Regions from separate parts of the Hordeum vulgare genome. Here regions 2 and 3 are each linked to region 1. Evidence: chromatin contacts called from public Hi-C and HiChIP or PLAC-seq data. All regions are on one chromosome and are shown on one strand. Each heading gives the region's core, a stretch centred on a gene start, on an enhancer-like site or on the middle of the called end of the contact. The rest is flanking DNA. Distances are from core to core; before and after follow the strand shown.

Region 1 (2,700 bases), core at 180-2,679:
TTGGATTGGGAGAGGATCCGAGTGTCGACGGTGCAGCGGTCGGCGTGGCGTCCATGACGTGCGGGCTGGCACCCCGCCGCCCCTCGTCGTGCGTGATGACCAGGAGGCTGAGGCGGCTATCCTCCATGAAAGCAAGGAGGAAGAGTGGCGCAAGGAGGAGGAGGGGGCGACGGCTTACCAGGCGCGGCTGGCGGAGGCCATGGCGCTCTCCGCCATCCGCGACTGCGTCGTGCCGCCAATGGCCCCGCCATCCCCCGCCAAGACCGAGCCGGGGCCGACCGCCCTCAGGACCGAGAGCTACACATGGGACGGGGTAGTGCGTGAGTGGGTGAATGCGCCACCCTTCTGGTTGGGGGCGACACCGTCGTAGGAGCAGATCTACATGGAAAACTACGACAACGACGACTGACGGAGGAGCGCCTCGAGGGCCAGCGGCTCGAGCAGTTGAAGCGTGACGCCGAGGCGAAGGAGGAGGAGCATCGTGCCGCAGCCCAGCGAGCGGCGGTGCAGCTACCGACGGATGACATCGCCATAGCCTCGGAGATGTCGTTCCCCTAGACTGGCCCGGTGCCGACGCTCGTCGACCTCACTGGTCCCAATACGAGGACACCTAAGACATCGCGCCTCCTAATTTTATATGTTTAAATTAATGTTTTTTACTTAATGCAAAATGGACTCGTGGACTCGCGTCGGTCTTTAAGGCCGGCATTAATGTTTAATTAATTTTTTTATTTTCAAGATATTTATGACATTTTTAAAATCAAACATGAATGTTCACCGGACCGACCCTAACAGATAAAACGCGCACAAAACGTACGTCCTATTTTGATCGCGGTTGAAGTTACTCTAAATAACATGCGTTTTGATCGCGGTTGGAGTTGCTTTAAACAACATGCATCGAGTGCCCCAAAGTAAACAAGAGTATAGAGTACTCCCTCCGTTCCTAAATATAAGACCTTGTAGAGATTATACTATGAACTACATACGGATGTATATAGACATATTTTAAAGTGTAGATTCACTTATTTTGTTTCGTATGTAATCTATAGTAAAATCTTTACAAGGTCTTATATTTAGGAATGGAGAGATTAGTATTGACTGGCAGACCGAAGGAAAATTCAACTGGCAACAAGTGTTCGTAGCCCACCCGCTAGATATTCATTCAGCTAGACGAAGACGAGAATAATTTCGATTCGGAGGAAGGAAAAAAAACAAAAAGTCGTCGGCAAGTGTCCCCACGAACCGACAAAAAAACACGCAAAACCCCTCCAACTCCCGCGCCAACTCTCCCCGACATAATGACCCCACAGCTACCCGGCCCCGGCAGTCAGCCACTCTAAACCTTTTGAACTCAGGTCGAGCACCAGCTGTACCCGCGATGCTCCCCCCTCACCGGCGGTTTATTCCCTGTCGATCGGCTCCCTCCCCTCCCCTGCTCTGCTTCCCACTACTCCTCCTACTATTCCATAGTACACCACTGATGCCAACAACTGCCGCTCCGCTGCCACTAGTCACCATCTCGAGTCTCCGCCCAATTTTTATTACGGAGCACCATCGCCCACGCCCAATCATCGTTCGTCTCCAATCCCCAGAGGCACCCACCTCCGCCCCGGCCACGCGCGAGATCCCACGCACCAAAAACCGCGCGCGGATTCTCGCCGGCATCGATCTCGCACCGCGCCTGCTGGTTGGGATCCGTACTTCGGCTGTGCGAGGCGGAGGCGATGGCCGCGGCGGCGAAGCTGACGCGGAGCTTCTCGCGGCAGCTGTCGTCTGGGGCGGCGCGGGTGTGGCGCCAGCTGTCGCTGGAGCCGCACACCCCACGGCGTGGCGCGGCCGCGGCGACGGGGGCCGTTGCGGCGGCGGCGGGGCCGACCAGGTTCGGCCTCGCCAGGCAGTCGTCGCTCGACCCGACGCCGGCGCCCGACGCGGCTGTGCTCGCCATGCCGGAGAACCTGGACGCCACCATGCGGCTGCTGTACGCGGCGTGCCAGGGCGACGCGGGCGGCGTGGAGGAGCTCCTCAGGGAAGGGGTGGACGTCGACAGCATTGACTTCGACGGCCGCACGGCGCTGCACATCGCCGCCTGCGAGGGCCGGGGGGAGGTGGTGCGCCTGCTGCTCGGCTGGAAGGCCAACATCAACGCCCGCGACCGATGGGGGAGCACGGTGCGCCCTCCGCCAAACTCTCTTCTCTCGCCACCCTGCTATGCATCACCTGAATTTCGCTACGCCCCGTACTTGCCTACTTCCGATCAAGCATCTCTGGCCATTTCGTTTGTGCAATTATATCGTACTGAGAGTACAGCGTCTGCCACATTGGGGCAATGACCAACGTGATGCATTCGGAAATAGCGATAATATAGGCGCAGGGAAAGTAGTGGCTGAACCCCCGCTCGGTGCAACTACTTATTTAGCCGAACCTGATCTCAGCTTTTATTTCCATACTCACAATTTCAGCCAGCAGCGGACGCTAAACATTACGGGCACTTTGAAGTTTACAACCTTCTCAGAGCAAGAGGAGCAAAACTTCCGGTATGCATTTGTTGTTTTTGTAAATCAAAATTCCCGAAACTGTTGTTAACTCTTGCTATGATATGGAAAATGTTTTATATATATTTGTTATTCTCCTCTACTAGAAAACCAAGAAGACTCCAATGGCTGTGTCAAATCCCAAAGAAGTTCCGGAGTATGAACTGAA
Region 2 (2,861 bases), core at 143-2,642, 360 kb before region 1:
TGTTCACTAATCCTTGGACCAACATAAGACTACCCACAATGGGAGTAACATAGATAGTAACATAGATGCCACCTAAGCAAAAAATATGATGTGGCACCTAATTAATGAGAAGAAAGAGAAATTGAGTAACTTAGCTAGTTACTCATAGTATGAGTAACATAACGCATACTAAGATAAGATGAGTCTATAAGCTAATAAATGAAAGGCTCAATGTTACTACCCCTATGTTACTATCCACTGTGGAGGTAGTAACTTAGACTAATAACATATGCATGTTGCTACTCTATGTTACTCCCCATTGTGAGTAGTCTACCAGGCAAAGCTCATTACACCTAGGTTGAGTCACATTGTACCCGCCTATGCATAATGGGAAACTACAAGACTCTGTGAGACTATGTAGTGGGGCCAGGTTGTAAGATATACAGGAGAGCTAAAAAGGTGCAGGATACCTGTGCAAGAAAAGGTGTATAGTTCCATCAAATTATTCCTAAAAGGTGTAGTTCCTTGATGGTTCTACAACAACAAATGCAGAACATCCACAGAAGGAGCTTTTTTCCAATGTCGAAATGACTATTGAAGTTGTGATTATAACGGAATGGAGTATTATCGCAGAATACGGCTAAGGTGTTTAAGATTAAATTAGAAACTGCTATGCTCTAGCATTTTATACTGTATACTGTATTGCTAGAGCTGAAAGAAAATTTTGAAGTCAGTGGAATCTTATGAAGGCTGTTGAAACCAAGTGGCATGAAATCCGAATGGTTTACTCCTCCTAACCATATACGGAGTAATAAATTGGTTCAAATGTGGAACGGCAGGCTCACATTCAAGACGTTGACAAGCTTATTGAGCTGCTCAATGACTTGCTTGAGCACCCTGTCCGTCCCCGAGACGACGATGGTGAAGAGGGCCTTATCCTTGTTGAGCCCCACGGCGAGGGACTCGATGTTGTAGCCTCTCCTTGCGAAGACCCCGGCAATCCTGTTTATCATGCCGCTCTCGTCCCCGACGAACACAGAAATCGTGTGGCGCCGCACCCTGCAATCCCGGCTAGCAACTCCCATCAAAGTCAGCTCAAAGAAGCAACGCGCGCAGCAAGACGGGATTCAGGCGCGAAGTATCAAAAACGGAGAGCGCATTGCGGCGGGGAGAGGCGCTTACGGATCCCTCTTGGCGCCCGCGGCGACCGTCGACACGGTGGCGGTTGCCTCGCCGCCGGCGCTAGCCCCCGCGGCGACTCCGCGGCGGCGCAAGGGGCGGAAGGAGACGCGCGCGGCGCATCGAGTGAGACGGTCGGGGGCCGCCGATGGCGACGGCCGGAGGTGGTGGGCGGTGGCGACGGACATGGATATTGGAGGGCGGGGTTGGTGGCTATCTGGAAGTGCTGGACGGGACAGTGTGTTGGTTTAACATAACAGCAGTAGGGTTTATGAGGGGGGAAATTACGGAGCTGCCCCCCGCCGCGCATGCCTGACAGTGTGATCCGCCCATGTGTCACGGGTGACCACGTTTTCCGTTGGGCGCTGGAGTAGTAAGTAGTAGAACCCGCGGCCTGATGATGCTACGATTTGCGTGCGGGAGAGCTATAGAAAGGAGGCGTATCCGCAGTTGTCTGATGGGGGCGAAGGCGCAAAGCCATCTTTGCGCAAGAAAGATACACACACGCAGCATGCCAGTTCGTCGTTTCTCCGCACGGCAGGCTGCGCAAAGTATTTGCCCAGAGGCCCGGACGAAACATAAAGACAGCACAACAGCCGAAGGTTGTTCTCCCACGTACCCATTGTGCGGACAAAATTATTGTTCTGATCCTCGTGACGAAAGTATTGGACAGAATGAACTCGCCGAAAAAGAATTTCACGTTTTGACTTTTTTTAAAACGTCAGAAATCATGGTGTTTCTGATCAACTAAGAAACGCCATAATACTCTACGTGTGTACATTACTGAAACGTCGTACTAGTGTGCGTTTCTGCTGGGGTGCAACGCCAGCTACTCATGGCGTTTCCACGTAGGGGTGCAACGCCAGGCACCATGGCGTTTATGTCTAAGATATTTGTTTGAGCACCGCCCTCTCCCATCAGGCCATCATTCCACTCACTCTCTTCTTCCCCACCTCTTCCGCGAGCTGCGGCCCCTTTTTTCACCTTTTCTCCCCCACTTGTCCCCTCTCAAATCCCTCCAAAAGGATTGATTTGGTGTGTGGATCCGGTGTCATTTCCGTTGCTTGAGGTAATCTCCTTCATCTCTTAAATTTTGATTGGTTGGATTTATATATTTTGGGTGGTTTTTTGTTCATTTGTTTTCTAACCCTAGTTTTGAAGATTGTTTCAAAATGTGATGTTCTTAGTGTATACTAATGAGTATAGTTGTGCCAATAATGTTGCATTGTATTGGTTGGGTTATGCTTATTGTTAAGATATAGGGTTAGGGTTAGGGTTTGGGTAATGCTTAATTTGGATGGACATAGAAGTTTCTTAGTTGTTTTGTGAGGAATGTGTTATACTTAGCATTGGTACTTTTGTTTCATTTTTTAGATGGACAAGGTTGTGAATATTCATTATGTTGACAAAGAGGCATTCATGAATGTTGATATTATTGACAAGTATGAGCAAGAGTTGATATTTCTTGAGAGTCCTACTTATGAAGAGATTGTGGAAGAAACACAGATAAGATTGAAGTGGGTTGATCCAAGTGACCAAGTTGAATTATTAGGAAGAAATGATGTTGGGTCGGCACACAAGTGTCGAATGAAGACAATGTGTATCAAGTCCAATTTGCATTGGGTTACATACAAGGAGGTTGTTGCATCCTCGGTAGTCAAGTAACTCGAAGTGTTTGCAAGTAAGGTGGTCAGGGCTCCTCT
Region 3 (2,753 bases), core at 230-2,729, 380 kb after region 1:
AGAGTGCAAAAGGAAATGTGTATGTGTTGATTCCATCTAAACCTTTCTAAAGTGGACACCCTCTTAATAGTAATGTTCTCCTACGACTCAAATCCATCGAAAACGAAACACAGGAAAATAACTGTCTTCACTTTTAAACTCTGAGGGGCAAGAATCATCTTGTGCCATATGATAGATTATCTGAAAGGCTTAATGTACACAATTAGTCCGCAAATGCATTGTTATCAATCATCAAAACCACTAAAGGAGAAATACGCTCTAACGTGGGCACATCGAGCCCATCCAGAGCGCGCGGCCGTACATGGGTGCATGGCCTGACGTCGACGCCCTCCCTTTCTTCCTCCTCGCCACCACCACCACGTCCCACCATCACCGCCGAAGGGGAGGAGCGGCTGATGCAGGTCGTGATGGAGGACTCCGAGAGGGAGTTCAAGTGCAGGCAAGCGGAGCACTGAGAGGGTCTGGAGGAGATGATAACGCTAACAGCCGCTGGCGATGTCGCTAAGCTGGACGTGAAGTAGGAGGTGATGATGCTGCCCGCCCTCCCTGCCGCCGGCCTCATGGGTGCCATGTCACCACCCCACCATCATAGCCTGCCGCACAATGGCAACCACGGGTCACGCCCACCCTAGCTTGGGGGCTGCCAATCCACCTTTGGTAGCGCCTCACCAGGGACGATGAGGACGAGTACGACAACGATATCGACGTCGATAGTGTAAGGCGGCCATGATGGTGACTCGCAGATCGACCTTTCAAAAAATACCTTTAAGTTAAGTTTAAATGTGCGGTCGTGACTTTTGTGGACTTTTTAGTAAGTTTATGGTACTATATGTCTTTTTAATTATCTCGCAATGTTTTTTCTTTAAGCCCAAAACAAGACAAATGGTTTGCGATGCGACGGCCGGTGAAGTGCATATACGGACGAACGAATAAAATCGGACAAGGCCGTTCGATTTGCCAACGCAAATGATGCAAAACGGACAAAGCACCCATTAAAGTTGGCCTTAAAGTTGGTCGAAGAAACCGCGGACGAGCATAAAAACATGCAAGAAAAGCATCTAAATATGCCACTTGTGACATCCAATCATAGGAAGCAACATGTCTACAGTATAGTGGGCAGCATATCTGCGAATCAAATCGAATGCGACTCCTTTTACTTTCCTAATAGGTGCACGTGCGCGGACTGTCGTGAAGTTTGGAGCCCCGAATTTAAAACAAGCAGGTCCAAAAAAATTCCTTATTAATTTATGAAGAAACTGTTGCAAAATTTCGAAAGGATAGATAAGAAAAATAATAAAAGCAAAATGCATTTTCCATCAGGTGGCCCCGATCCGACGGTCAGCAGCGACCCAACCAGACCCGAACGCAGCGAAAAAGTGTCCCCCCACACAAGACTCACGGTTTGAGCTGCACGTTGCAACAGCCACATTTCTTTCTTTCTTCGCACGTCTGCGCCACGCCACGCCCCGCCTCGCCTTCCACTCCGAGTAAAAAGTAGCCCCCGCTGCCCCTCTTCTCCTTCCATTCCACCCTCGCCCCTCCCCTCCCCTCCTTTCCCTCCCTCCTCAAAAACCCTAAACCCTACCTCGACGGGATCGGTCGATCGGCGCCGCGTCCCTCGCCGGGTGAGCTCTCCCCAGCCTTTCCGCAGACGCTCCTTCGGTTTTTCTTCCTCTGTTTTTTTTTTTGCCCGGTCGGTCGATCGACGCATTGGTCGATTTCCGAAGGATTTCGCTTCGCTCGCAGCGGTGATTCGGTGGGACGGATCGACAGCCTGTGGCCGCGCGCGCTGCTGCGGTTTTGTTTTTCCGGCTAATTTCGTCTCTGGCGAATGCGAGTTGGTGGTTGTTTCAGGGTAGGTGGCAGCCGAAGGGACCGGTTTCGCGGTCCTGATCGAAACTTCAGAAATCATAATTGTTTTGTTCTCGCCCGTTCCTTATATAGTATTTTCGTTGATCGTTTGCAAATCTGTGAAAGGGTTAAGTCCGCCCCTGCTACCTGTCTCTTTTACTACTTGGGAGGATGGATGAATCGGTACGGACTGAACCTGACGCGATTCATACTTTTCGCGGGGTTTCGATTTTCGACAGTCGATTGGAGTGCGTAACTTTTATATAATCTCGGATGCTCGACCTGCTGAACTGCTCCTGACGTCAAACTTGTCGAATTAAATCGTCACTGCCATATGTTGTTGAGTTTTTTTTTTCTGTGTGGATATCTTGATAGCAAAAATGGTTCAACCGAGGAGATGATCTGCTATTGATTTTTTCTTCCTTTTATAACTGTTACTGTTATTACGGAAGTTAAAACATGGAGTTCCTATTCCTTAATGCAAGTGTCCAAACCAGGTTTACTACTAATTAATGATTGCTTCAATTTTTGTTCTTGAACTGTTAGAAGTGCTTGTCATAGTTAAGACTTAAAGTGAGCAAGTTGTAAATCTGAGGTGAAGAACATAGTTGATTCTCATGGAATCTTCTTACCGGCAACAGTGAAATTACTACTCAATACAGTAGTATTTATGCATTTTCGGATTGTCAGCTCTGAATCTTGTGATCAATTGGGAGATACACAACTGTTGCCTTATTTATTGTGCTGGCTATGGATTGTCAGCTCTGATTCTTGTGATCAGTTGGGAAATACACAACCACTGACTTATTTGTTCCGCTGGCTGTTGATTGGGCTGTTGCTGAGCTTGCTTGTATAGTTGGATCAGAGTTGATTCTCTTACAGCTTTTACATGCTCACTTTGA

The links. Hi-C and Micro-C count contacts between places; a contact is called where the count stands out from the background. HiChIP or PLAC-seq counts read pairs in DNA pulled down with a chosen protein or histone mark.
Region 2: a Hi-C map of leaf shows a contact between it and region 1, with 6 times the contacts expected there. The contact joins the promoter of LOC123401417 here to the promoter of LOC123403344 in region 1. A contact is called at or near these places in 5 of 6 Hi-C or Micro-C datasets (leaf, seedling and an unstated tissue) and 1 of 1 datasets of contacts at active chromatin or transcription factors (embryo).
Region 3: a contact with region 1 is called in an H3K4me3 HiChIP or PLAC-seq map of embryo, with 8 times the contacts expected there. The contact joins the promoter of LOC123402008 here to the promoter of LOC123403344 in region 1. A contact is called at or near these places in 1 of 6 Hi-C or Micro-C datasets (seedling) and 1 of 1 datasets of contacts at active chromatin or transcription factors (embryo).

The regions. Positions count from the first base shown.
Region 1 is chr6H:348,527,210-348,529,909 of MorexV3_pseudomolecules_assembly, reverse strand. It overlaps LOC123403344 (integrin-linked protein kinase 1-like), which reads left to right and starts at 1,429. Exons shown (of 12, transcript XM_045097286.1): 1 at 1,429-2,168; 2 at 2,460-2,534; 3 at 2,639-2,700. The coding sequence starts at 1,725.
Region 2 is chr6H:348,889,659-348,892,519 of MorexV3_pseudomolecules_assembly, reverse strand. LOC123401417 (acetolactate synthase small subunit 2, chloroplastic-like) reads right to left here and starts at 1,392. Exons shown (of 12, transcript XM_045095213.1): 1 at 1,162-1,392; 2 at 825-1,050. The coding sequence starts at 1,346.
Region 3 is chr6H:348,147,006-348,149,758 of MorexV3_pseudomolecules_assembly, reverse strand. LOC123402008 (mitochondrial proton/calcium exchanger protein-like) reads left to right here and starts at 1,479. Exons shown (of 15, transcript XM_045095861.1): 1 at 1,479-1,625.